Regions from separate parts of the Astyanax mexicanus genome. Here region 1 is linked to region 2. Evidence: chromatin contacts called from public Hi-C data. All regions are on one chromosome and are shown on one strand. Each heading gives the region's core, a stretch centred on a gene start, on an enhancer-like site or on the middle of the called end of the contact. The rest is flanking DNA. Distances are from core to core; before and after follow the strand shown. Region 1 has its middle 28 kb from the start of zgc:110158. Region 2 overlaps zgc:110158 (LisH and SSDP domain-containing protein).

Evidence for each region. Hi-C and Micro-C count contacts between places; a contact is called where the count stands out from the background.
Region 1: a contact with region 2 is called in a Hi-C map of muscle, with 14 times the contacts expected there. The contact joins two enhancer-like sites. A contact is called at or near these places in 2 of 3 Hi-C or Micro-C datasets (blood and muscle).

What each region holds. Positions count from the first base shown.
Region 1 is chr8:54,624,127-54,630,840 of AstMex3_surface, reverse strand. No RefSeq gene overlaps it. Among protein-coding and RNA genes, the nearest start is that of zgc:110158, 28 kb to the right of the region's middle. Within about 2 kb of position 5,255, the one cell type or tissue checked has an H3K27ac peak away from gene starts, as active enhancers do.
Region 2 is chr8:54,503,426-54,509,984 of AstMex3_surface, reverse strand. The region is part of intron 5 of zgc:110158 (LisH and SSDP domain-containing protein); the gene reads left to right. Among protein-coding and RNA genes, the nearest start is that of znf622, 25 kb to the right of the region's middle. Within about 2 kb of position 2,829, the one cell type or tissue checked has an H3K27ac peak away from gene starts, as active enhancers do.

The DNA of each region.
Region 1 (6,714 bases), core at 4,006-6,505, 120 kb before region 2:
GCCACCCTTTGCTCTGATTACTGCTTTGCACACTCTTGGCATCATTCTCTCAATGAGCTTTAAGAGGTGGCCACCTGAAATGAAACGTTTTCCAGCAGTCTTGAAGGACGGAAGGAGTTCCCAGAGGTGTTTATTAGCACTTGTTGCTCCTTTGTCTTCTTCACTCTGTGAAGCTCCAGCTCACCCCAAACCTCAAATCTGGATTGGGTTCAGGTCCGGTGACTGTGGAGGTTCAGCTCATTTTTTTGTTAAGTACATAAAACTCCACATGTGTTCATTCATAGTTTTGATGCCTTCAGTGAGAATCTACAATGTGAATAGTCATGAAAATAATAAAGAAAACGCATTGAAAAAGAGAAGGTGTGTCCAAACTTTTGGCCTGCGTATTATACTCAGCATCCGGGGTGTTGCAGCATTGCTTGTGGACTACTAAAAAAAAAAAAAAGGAGTTGTTCTAACACTTGTGACCAGTAATGGACATATTCTTGAACGTGTGTTTAATGAGCACGTTGTCTTTCTTGCTCACTCACGTGCACGCACACACACACACATACAGTCAGAGGATGGGTGACGCGTGTGTTAAAAGGGCCCGAAGGCTCCTTGCAGTTTGCGTCAAGCTGTGATATGTGATTGGTAGCTAAGGGGTGGGGGGTTGGTATGGGATGGGGGGGGCTGCTCATTGTTGAGCTTTAGTTGATGACTCACAGGCCGAAGACATGACGCACCGGTGCCGGTTCTCTCCCTCTCACACACAAGAACACACACCAGCCTGTTCGTGACGGCGAGCCGCCATTCCGGCATTCAGCCGCCTCGCTTCTGTCTGTCTGTACTTTTGAACGTCTCGGATCAGGTCCGGTGGGGTCCTGGGTTGAGTAGAGGGGCCCTTCAACACTTATATATTCCAACATGTGAGCACTGTGGTCAAGAGACACTGAGATAAAGAGAGAAATAGATAGAGAGAGAGAGAGGGGTGGAGGGAAGTGAGGTCGGGGGTTCTAGTAATAGCCTGCCCTGATTGTTAAGCTCTTCTAGATGTCTCGTACCGGAAATGACACACTCCACCATGACAAAGATAGAAATAGCCACAATATTGCGAACATCTTATCAGCAGCTGCTATAAAGCACAATACAGACTGCATTTCACATCCAAAACAGCCTGGGTGGGTGATGTACAATCCATAGAATGTCTGCAGAAAGTGCGTGCAACATGCAGCTGCACTATTATTCACAGATGGTGGGCTGTGATATAGATATTTTTGGGTTTAACAAAAAAAAAATGTGCCACACACTTTTTTTCCCAACATTTTTAAACACATTAAAGGACATTTGAGGCTTGAGGCGTGACTCAATGCTCTTTGCTATCTTCCTGCGACATTAAAATAGTGACTGAGTTTATGAATATGTATCTACACTAATTGGCGCAGTGGTCTGGAAGTGAGGTGTGTTCTGGTAAATATCTGGTGTGTTTCTATCTTGGCGGTGGGAAATACAGGTGCGCCACTGACTAATTAAAACCCTGACAACAATCAACAGTCAGCCATCCAGTCCTACCATAGCAATGCAGGAGCGTTGTGCACACTGTGAGCCCTCAGCACATGTACACCCCCACTTCTTACACACACACACACACACACACACACATATGGATGCAAATCCAGCTTTTAACTCAACAATAAACAGAATAAAAAATAAAATAACATTGTTGCTCCCTTAAATAAGCTGCTGGTGTATCTTCACAGCGGGAACGATGAGGTTAGTATCTGTCTCAGCTGAGACGCACAAAAGCACTGTACTGTTAAGATACGAACGCGCCGAAGTCAGAGCTCACCTGCCTCTTAAAGGGAATAGCGATTGGCATATCAAGACCACTGTAATGAAATCTAGTGCATAGTCCACTTTAAATTACTTGGATTAATGTTTGTATTAAGTGAAAATAAAAAAGAAAATCATCTTTAAATTTCTTTAAAGATATTTCATAACACCTGAAATAATGAGGAAACAAATTGGGTGACACTAATCATGTGGGAGGATGTGTGCAAATACAGCGACTAATTATACACATATTTTTTGGGAAAGCAATAAAATTCAGTCTTTTTGAGAAAATAAATAATGGTATTAAAGAGATTCTGGTGTACTTGTTTTTTTTTTAAAAGAAAGTAAATCTTAACCATAAGCTTTACACAGTGAGAAAGACTGAACTAAACACTGCAATTATTAAAGACTCCACAGAGGATCAACTTCTAGATTGTTTTATTGTTTTATTTGGATAAAAATTAGCTGAGATCTGACGTCTTATACATATATAAATCACACGTCATAGTTAAATGCACATAACAAAATTGTAACAAGCGGGAAGCAGAAGGTGGGTGAAGCAGAGCAGACGGGAGGCGGACTTATATGCGGGTAAGAACAAGACTTTAATAAATAGCAAATAAACAAATAAACAAACAGGGAAATAACGAATAAATATATATACATAAACAAAGAAACAGGGAGTAGCGTAAAACAGATAATAACTAAACAGGGCTAGGGAATATGTACAAGGATAAATACGTAAATAGTAACAAACAAGAGATATAAACAAATAATACAAACTAAACGAAGAACAAGAAACAATGAACACCTGGGGAGACAGGTAACGAGGGGCGGAGCTACAAATTACACACACGTGACGGAAAACTACTGGAGAAACACACTAGGAAATGGGGAAAACACAGGAAAACGTAGCGAGGGCGTGAAAAAAATAAAAGTTCTTTACAAATGAATGAATAAATAAACAAAACAGTAAGCAATTAAAACAAAAAGAAAGACAAGTACAACATATAGCTGTATAGAGTGTATAGATGTACACAAATTCATACAAAATACATACACAGAATAATGATTGTAGGATTAAGAATTTGTTTAAGAAAATGACTGCTATGACTGTTAATTACTATTTTAAATTCATTCCTTATATAGCCCCCATTCTGCAAGTACACAAACATTAATGTACCGTCCATGATCTTTAGATAAAGTATGTGGTGTAAGTACTTTTATCATTAAACAATCTGCTTAAATATATTTAAAAAAAACATGTAAATAGCAGTTAAAGCATAGCAATGGCAAGGTAAAAATAATAATGACCTGTAAAACTATAAAAATACAGTTTATAGTCACCTATATGACCATAAACATTTAATAGTAAAGAAAAAAAAATTGATCATTTAGTAACCTATGCCACTTGTTCTTGAAAATGTTTTATGGAGTGGTCTGAAAAAATACTGCCTGAAAGGTCCAGATTATTATGTGGAATAATAGTTTATTAAAAACTTTTAAAAAAGTATTTATGATTTGTTTTTTTACTTTTTTACATCAAATAATTAAAAGTAACTATGTAACTTTTACTCAAAGTACATTTTAAATTGAGTACTTTTTTACTTTTACTCGAGTAGATTTTTAGATGGGTACTTTTACTTTTCCTTGAGTAGAATTTTAACAAAGTAAAGGTACTTTGTTAAACCTCTGGTTTTGCTATTAGTGTTGAGTAGTGGATCAGGCAATGCAGTTCCACTCTTTAAAGGCTCTGTAAATGAGTGTTTGACACATTGGTTTTGGTAATTGGTTTTGGCTCTTGGTAGTTTAAAGTAATGTATTGTTGAGTATCTTGTAGTATTAATTTCTCTTTCACTGGATTTTTAAGATCAATACTGTTCTTTATAAGATAAGAACATTACAGTGATGATCAGATGTTGGTGGTGTGTGTTGTTGCTCTTTTCCTCACACAGAGGGAGCTACTGAACCTCGTTTGGGGAGCTGGGAGGATCTCAGAGCTCAGGGCTGATGCCAGGGCTTGGGGAACTGTGACCCGTCCGGTATCCTGATCTGGAAGAAATGGACCAGCCATAAGTGTATCAACCACACACAGAGCAGCAGCCAAAGAGAGGCTAATGGTTTTAGTGCTTTAAATACACTATTTACTGTAATGTTGGTATAATAAATTCACCAAATTCACTGACTGGCTGTTGACAAAGATGTGAAAATGCACACAGACAGAAAAATGTCTGAGTAACATAAACATAGTTGTTTTATTCCACGAACTACTGATAACATTTCTCCCGAATATTCTGGAATATAGTCAATAAGAAAACGATGGATGGTCACAAGCCATCGAACCAAGCAGAACTGCCGATAAATACTCTAAATCTCATCATTTTTAGTTGAAATTTGGGGAAAATGTTGTTTGTAGTTTATAGAACAAAACAGCATTGTTCATTTAACTCAAACATATACCAATAAATAGTAACATCAGAGAAACTCATTTTGAGTGTTCTAGGGTTGTTGTTTTTTTTCCATTATTAACTATAAAAGATGTGATTCAACCGAAAAAACACGTTTATTCAACATTTATTAAATGGTATAATGCCATTGTTAACATTAAATAATGTAATGAAAGCAAAAACAATGTTTATTCAATGTTAATTCAATGTTCTTTGCTATGAGTGTAGGTTGTTTTAGGATTGTGTTTCAATTATTAACATTAAAAGATCCAATGCAATAAAAAAACAACGTTTATTTAACTTATTTATCATGATAGGTTTTGTTAGTTGATATAAAATACTGTCTATATGTTGTTTCATGATTCCTTTCTTCATTATTAACATTAAATTATGTAATACGACAAACAAATGTTTATTTAACGTTTATTTAATGTTTTTTTCCTATCACGGTGATTCGTTTTAGAAATGGACAGCATTAACTAATTTAATACGACCAACAAACGTTCATTCAACGTTTATTCCATATTCTCGCTATCATAGTATGTTGTTTTAGGATTGCATTTACATTATAAACATTAAATTATGATGTAATGCATGCAACAAACAACGTTTATTTAATGTTCTTTCAGGAGCTATCAGGGAAGCTTATGGAGTAAACGGTGAGTCCGTGCTGCTGCTGCTTCGGTTCGGTCCTGTCAGGCGGTTCCGCTCGGCTGTGGAGGGTTTTTAACCTGGCTGGGTTGGTTTTGTGCGGTTATATCGATTTATTTGGGGTAATTTTGGAGGTTTTAACTTGTTTTTAGTGGGTTAGAAACTTTCGCGAAGCTCAGAAACACAAACTGTGCTCAACACTTCTCTCCCCCAAACTCAGCTCACAACAAGCGCGAGCCGCCCGCCGGTTTCAAGCTCCCCACTCTGTGAATTGATTCTACTACAGGGCCGCCTGCACACGGGCTCCGGGCGGCGGGGGGAGCCGCGTGCGTTTGGCTCAGATTTAAGGCGTTAAACGTGTGATTTTCGTGTTTTAATCGCATTAAATCGTTTTAGAATTTGTTTTAAATACGAACTGAGCTGAAAACTCGCGCAGATATTGTTCAGATGTGTCCGGAGCTGCTCTTCCCGCAGTCCGCTCCTCCCCGCCGCCAACATGGACCACTCCACAATTTATTCCAGGGAAAGACTGACAGTTTTTTGGGTCATGAAGCAGCTGTTCAAGTCAGCGGCTCGCCCTCCCTCCGCGGGAATAAGAAATTAGTACATTTCAAATTAGATAAGTAGGATTTTTAAGCGTGCACAGGCGCAAACACATATAAATCAACTGTTTATTCTAAATAAACACCATCTAATCAAGTACCGTGTGCAGAACATACATTTATAACTCTTATTTTCCCACTGATGCACCAAAACTATTAAACTACCATCGCAATCCCACTCCTCGCAAGTTTTTCTTTAGCTTTAAAACTTCCCTCCAGAGTTTAACATGCTGCTTTCTGCACCCAACAGTATATATATATATATATATATATATATTTTTTTTTTTTACTTCATCATGCTGTCTGCCAGTGCCCCATGTCTAGTAGGCCTGTGCATGCTAATAGTTTTAGCGTGCATTTATAACTTATTCAAATATGAATGACTCAAATTCACCTCCTCTGGTAGTTTCAGTGTGAGTCATGTGTACAAAAAATAACCACAAAACCACAAAACGCACCATACATTTATATACAGTTATGTGCATCGTATCATAAGGCTATGGTAAAAAAAAATATATATATATTTTTCTGAAGCCCTATCTGGACAGGATTAGTTACTCAGGGGGTCCTTGGGTAATTTTCTCTTTTATGGGGGGGTCCTCCGTGATTTTAGTTAAAATTTTAGTCCCGTCTAGACGCACATCTCTGAGTTTCATCTCCTCACATTTAATAAAATTGCTTTTTGTCCACTGCTTTGCATAGTAATAACACTTTGGGTGCGCGTTTCCTTACTATTTCCTACTGAATGTGATGTCATGTGACCAAGAAAGCCGAAAAACTCACCAGTTCAGATGCAAGAGTTTTATCACTGAGTAGGAGTGTGAAATATTGTTCTCAGATGGCTCCCTGAGAAACTAATCCCGTCCGGTTAGGATTTAAGTCAAACGAGTGCTGGATGTTAATCTACACAAATATCTCTCCAGAAAACTGTTTATTTGGGTGAGTAAAGCGCTTCCATTTATTTACAGTAAGCTTATATTTCCAATATTTTCAACAGCACACTTTTAACATGCTTGTTTTAACATGATTTGTTTTAACACGTACACTACAGTCCGATACATTGTCTGGGTGTGTCAATAAAATATGTCAATAAGTATTTTTTTAATAGTTAAATTGCTTATATATGTTAATGGTTTACTCTTGAAAAAATCCAAAGGATTTAAAGATCCCACTTAAAGATTGTTCACATGGAACGTACTGGC
Region 2 (6,559 bases), core at 1,580-4,079:
GTTCCTGGCTATTGGCTGTACATCTTCTATTGTATACTAAGTGAGGAGGCGGGAAAACTGTGGAAAAGCTCCTAAGGATCAGGACTGAGTTTTCACAACCTACTTCAGGAATTATGGACTTGGTGGTGTCAGTTTTACTGAATCAAACTACTTATATTCTTCAGCGCAGGTTTACTCCATTTAACTTCATTTAATTAGCGCCACCATGTGGAGTAATGACGCAGAAACTTCAGAAAGTCTAATTAAGAGTCTTAAGGAGTTTAAAGTCCACATGTTTCAATATTTACAGCTCTGGGAAAAATGTAGTTTCTTTGATTGTACCTAATTGAAATATAATCAAAAGGAAGATGGATAAGCACAAGCTGATCATCAAACCAAGCTGAACTGCTTGAATTGTTGCACCAGGAGTAAAGCAGCATAAAGTTATCCAAAAGCAGTGTGTAAGACTGGTGGAGGAGAACATGATGCCAAGATGCATGAAAACTGTGATTAAAAACCACCAAATATTGATTTCTGAACTTTTAAAACTTTATGAATATGAACTTGTTTTCTTTGCTTTATTTGAGATCTAAAAGCTCTGCATCTTTTTTTTGTTATTTCAACCATTTCTCATTTTCTGTAATTTTCTATATACAGCTCTGGAGAAACTGAAGTGTTCTCTTTTGATGTCACATTTTTGAGCTGTGTATATAAAATTGGTGTCTATATGCTGTGGATATTTTGTCCAATTAAACTTTTGTAGATAACGGTCTTAAAAAAAAAAAAAAAAAAAAAAAGACATTCTCTTAATACGTTCAGTGGTGCCTGATGTCTGATCTTTAAATATTGGTGTTGGTATTGGAAAAAAGATAATGTGGTATTGTTCTTTCAGCTGGATATTGAGGGGTGGCTGATCGGATAATGCTGTTAAACGACTGCAATCTCTACAGACCAGATAGAGTGGAACAGCTTGCTGCGTTAAACGTTAGGCCAGTTTTTGAGTTTAAACATGAAGTATATGAGCAAAAAGTGGGATCAGTGCGTCGCCTGTTTTAACAGTTTGGTTCATATACGCTACTAGAGTCCACACCTGCTGTTAATGCTTGATTTAACTCTGGATTTCATAGAAAAGAAAGTAGCTTTTGTGTTTAAGACCAACGTGTGTGTGTGTGTGTGTGTGTGTGTGTGTGTGTGTGTGTGTGTGTACACAGCTGAGTCATAGCCCGCCTCCTGCTCACGGACAGGGGACTCGTACGTTGGTCGTATGCAGATGAATGTGGTATAAAGATCATGATGCTCTACAGCTGGAGAGCTTGTCTGAGGGGCAAGAGGTTAGAGAGAGAGAGAGAGAAAGAGAGAGAGAGAGAGAGAGAGAGTCTGTCTATATGTCTAGGTGTGCCATGTTGTATCATACACAATAATATCACTAAATGGATCTTCACTAGAGCTGTCAGTGACATAGCTTTAATGCACATGATTAATTTAGAATCAGAAACATGTTATTATTTTTATAACGCAATTAATTACGCCTCCAAGTTTTACCCCAACTCCTGCAGTAATCTGCCCTGAGGAAGTTGTGATCTGGTCTCGACCGACCAGCTATCAATTATACTTTTATAGGTTTGATTGAGCTAAGCTGCTGATAAGGTGCTATTTAATCTTATATATAAGCCAGATAAAATACTGCTATGAACAAAGGCTGTCTCTGCTGCTCCATGCTGTTTACACACTGAGCACAGTCTGTGCTGTGTTCACTGCTCATGTCTGCACTGCACATCCCATTGAAAACACTGCATTTGAAAGCACAGCAGCTTCACACTGCACAGAATCTTCTCACTATATTTACTTTCTTACTCTTACTCACCAGACAGCTCTGACCAATCAGAGGAGACAATGAGCTCACGTGGTTAATTGGTGTGCAATCAGATGCATTTAGGTTTATGCCTGTGTGAACCCAAACCAAACCAAACAAAGGGAGAAAAGCTTCAAGTAAAAGAAACTCATCAGCTGTTCCGGACCATAGAAACTTTCACAACTACAGGTGTGAAAACGCTCTTTTATGCTCAGCAAAAATAAAGTTCTATTTCAGAAATCTCTACAATCAAGCTGAAATGTTTCCAATAAAGTAAAAAAAAAAAAAAAAAGTTTAATTTATCCAATGTATCATGCATTCTTTATTTCGGCGCCCTACATTGACTTTATCTCCCCTCAAACATACAATAAAGTATATGCTAGTAATTTTTAAATTGACAGCACTAATATGAATGTAATTGCATTTTACATTTCTTATAATTCATTCTTTCATTTATATTTAAATATCCACTATAAAAACTTGCGTCCTAAAAAGAACAAATGAGATGATTCACAGTTCATCACAGAATATTGTTGTTTTTAATCTGATTAATTTTTTTAAGCGATTAACAATGCAAATTTTGACACAATAATTTTTTTTTGATATTTTGATAATAGTAATATTCTTAAAAGCAGTTTGTGTTGTGTTTAATTTACTATTCATTGTATTAAGTTTAATTGTGTTTGTTTGCAGTTTATATGCATGCTCACAACAGTGTATTCTAAAATAAATGTTTGGCTGTAAGAGAAACAGATTTCGACGCGCAGGTGTCCACAAACTTTCGGCCACTTTCTTTTTGGTAACATTCAGTTACTGAATGATAAAGGGATGTTTGCTTTGTCAACAGTGCCCCCAAGTGGTGGAGACAAGCAATTACATCTCTAAATGAAGTGTGTGTGTGTGTGTGTGTAGATGGGCATTGGTGAAGAGTGTGTGTGTGTGAGGGCATGTTGGAGTGAATGCCGTTGCACTAACTGTCCCTGCAGGACCGCAGGAAAGGCGAATGGAGGGCACTGTTTTGATAGCCTCGCAGGCTGTTATCTCTTTAGCTGGGTAGGGAATGAAGATGATTTGCTGAGTGTGTGTGTGTCTGAGAGAGAGAGAGAAAGAGGGAGAGACACTCCAGAGCCCAGGCCATTGGCTGAGACTGATACGCTTCCCTCTGGCATCCGAGGCCTTGTAAAGACCATATGCTTCTCATTCAGATACGAGCGAGAGAAGGGCATTGCATTGCTAGTTCTGGCTCTTCAGTTCTTATGATGGAACCTTGATATTTGTGTTGTCATTTGGAGCAGCATTGCAATACATTTAGTAAATAAAAAGTTCTGTTTATTGCTTAATTAATTAATAGCTTTTATCTGCACGAGTGTTCACTGTAAATTTCTAGGTAATATTATAACAGAAGCAGGTAAACATGAATAAAGTATGTATGAAGGTATGTAAGGTGTACAATTCAACATAGCAAAACATAAATAAGTACAGACAACACATACAGCTCTGGAAAAGAAATAAGAGACCACGTAATGATTGTTTTCCCATGATTTTATCAAATTGAAAACCACTGGAATATAATCAAGAGAAAGATGGATGATCACAAGCCATCAAACCAAACTGAACTGCTTTTGCACCAGGAGTGGCATAAAGTTATCCAAAAGCAGTGTGTAAGACTGGTGGAGGAGAACATGCCAAGATACGAGAAACCTGTGATTAGAAACCAGGGTTATTCCACCAAATACTGATTTCTGAATATTAAACTTTTTTTATATTATTATAATTTGAGGTCTGAAAGCTCTTCATCTTTGTTGTTAATTCAGCTATTTTTTTTTTCATTTTCTGCAAATAGAAATGTGTGTATTTGTATCATTACTGTCACAAAACAAACACACAAGTAAATAAAGGGAGCAGTAAGCTTGAGAAAATCCATTGTAGTGTAACTGCCTAACAGTCTGAAATCAGTAATGAGTCTGTATTTAGATTGTGTAAACAGTTTAAGCAGATTTTAAGCTACAGCTTCACCACAGCAACCAGAAACAGTGCGCTATTTTCACTGTTCTCTGCATTCGCTGGTTCTTTTCCCTGTGGGGTTTCCAGATTTGCGGGTTTCCCCAGTAAATTGGATAACTGCTACTGATCATCCTCAAATTACATTGCAAGTGGCAATCACTACGGTCCAAGCAGTCTGCGACATTGTAGAACCAATGGGGGAATGGATTTAGACTGGCTTTTTTTATGATAGATTAGTAAAGTTTCCATGCTGAAATCTCCAAAGTACAGAATTCTTCTAGGAACAATGCTGCCAGACCCCACTACTGAGGACTGGTGAATGAGTGGTTGGTTCTTTTCACCATGCGGTTGCCAGATTTGCTGTTTCCCAAACAAAGTGGATAACTACTTGGGCTGAGCATCTGTCTTGAAATTTAATGATAGGGTCATTTTGTGCCATTGTAGCATCAGTACAACTAGTGGAAACAAGGAAGCAAATCTTTTAGACTAGAACTGATGCCATCAGACCCTGCTTCAGGGAACTGGTTTCTGAGCTTCCATGTGTGGTTGCCAGATTTGTGGTTTTCCCTCTGAAAGTAGTTGGGTTGGAAAGAACAGTGTATTACAGATGTATTGGACCAAATACTCATTCATTGTTTCAACATGAAATCTGGGTTCACTGTTTCCCTGTTCAGAGGGGGTTATTATGGGCATGTAGCCTGCTCCTAACCCTGGCAAGCGCTGCTGGAGTAGCATTAGCATTACTCGCTGTCCGGGCTCACTAGTTCCCCTTTCAGAGAGGAGTATTATCAGCCTTTATCCTGCTCCTAACCCTGGCTAGCATTGCTGGAGCGGTTAGCCAGCTAATGCTAATGCTCTAGCCTTGGGAATCTAAGCTTACTGTAAATAAATGAAAGTTGATCCAGCACTCGTTGGATTTTAAAGAATGTATTTTTTTTTTGTTACAGTTTTGTTTACTTAGCTTAGCTTTACTTAACTTAGTTACCCAGCCCCTTAAAATGTGCCTTAAAATCCAGTGCGCCTTATGTAAGAAAATAGATGTCTGTTGATGCACTTAATAATATGGTGTGTGTTTAGCTGTGTGTGTGTGTGTGTGCACGAGTGCATTTGCACGTCTGTGTCAGCAGTTGGTGCAGCATGAAGTAGTACCGTAAATGTCTTTGCTATTAGGTTGTACCCAGCAGGACGGACTCAGTAGTGGTGGTTTCCCCAGTGCAGCACTTGTATGTGTGTGTGTGTGTGTGTGTGTGTATATATCTCAGTAAGTGTGTGTGTGTGTGTGTGTCGATGGAGCAGCAGCAGGCCCCAACAGCAGCACTAGCGCCCTCGTTTCGTGTCTCATCTCCCTCTTCTCTCTTAAAGGGCCCTCCCGGGTCGCAGCCGTCTCCCCACGCACAGCCTCCCCCACACAACCCCAGCAACCCCATGATGGGACCCCACGGCCAGGTAAGACACACCCACACACACTCGCCCACACACACACACATCCTCTAATGAACTGACCCTAGGAAGTAGCACTGAGCCCGAAGATTAACGATGGCGCTGAGGAAACGGACCCGGGGCGCGCTCAGGGAGCGATGCGGCGCTTTGGATGGTTAGTTAAGGATCGTGCTGGAGACCTGTGATCTCAGAAGTCTTTCATACACCGCCCACCCTCACACACACACACACACACGCACATATATACACACACGTATACACACATCCACTCGCAGAACAGCCACTTTATTCAAAGCTCCCACCTAGTACATAGCTGTCAGCAATTTTATATAAAAAAGATCTATTGGTAGGCCTTTTTTGAGTCTACCACTCAAAAACACTGACCAAATGAGGCTTTGGACCTTTCTCATAAGCACAGCAGTGCCACTGATATGCAGCGTTTGTGGTATTGATAATAGGGATGCAATGAATATTTGGCAACCAAAATTATTTGTCTAAAAATGGCAAAAAATAAATAAATAAATGCACTTTCTGTGTATTTACAGATTGACAACTTTATAGCTGACAAACTGAAGGTTTATGTTAATGTTATGTTTTTTACACTCTACTCTCATAAATTAAATATATCAATATCACGCATCACAGTATCACCACCTGGTATCAGTTCATACTTTTTCCCAGATTGTCTGTTTTCCATCAAAAAGTTACAAGCTGTACATTGCACATATAAGCTATTTGAGCTTATATGTGAGGTACATTTATACATTGAAGTAAATGTATGACTAAAATAACAGTGTTGAGATAAATCTATGACTAAAATATCCCTATTGATTTAAATATATGACTAAAATTGCACTGCTGAGGTAGCTAAATGTGTGACCACAATAGCACTACTGGGTAAAATTCATGATTAAAAAACACTGCTGAGGTAAATTCGGGATTAGAATAGCACCGATGCAGTAAATGTGTTGTGCTTTGTTGTTATGTCAATAAATATTTACATTGTAATTTTGTACTATGGCATTTTATGGCGTTTATTTAGTGGTGAAAATATATATATGTCATATATATTGTCACATATTTTGGTGCATCCTTAATTCATACAAAGAGTGTCAGGCATGTTACTGTTAGACTGAGAACAGGTCCTCCATCCAAACACATCCAGTATGGAGTTGCTCTCTAGCTCAAAACTGACCACAGACAAGGGAAGCAGGTCCAACCCCAACTGTGCTACAAGGTATAGGGGTTTCCAATAAAGTGGCCAGGAAAATACACAACCCTGTA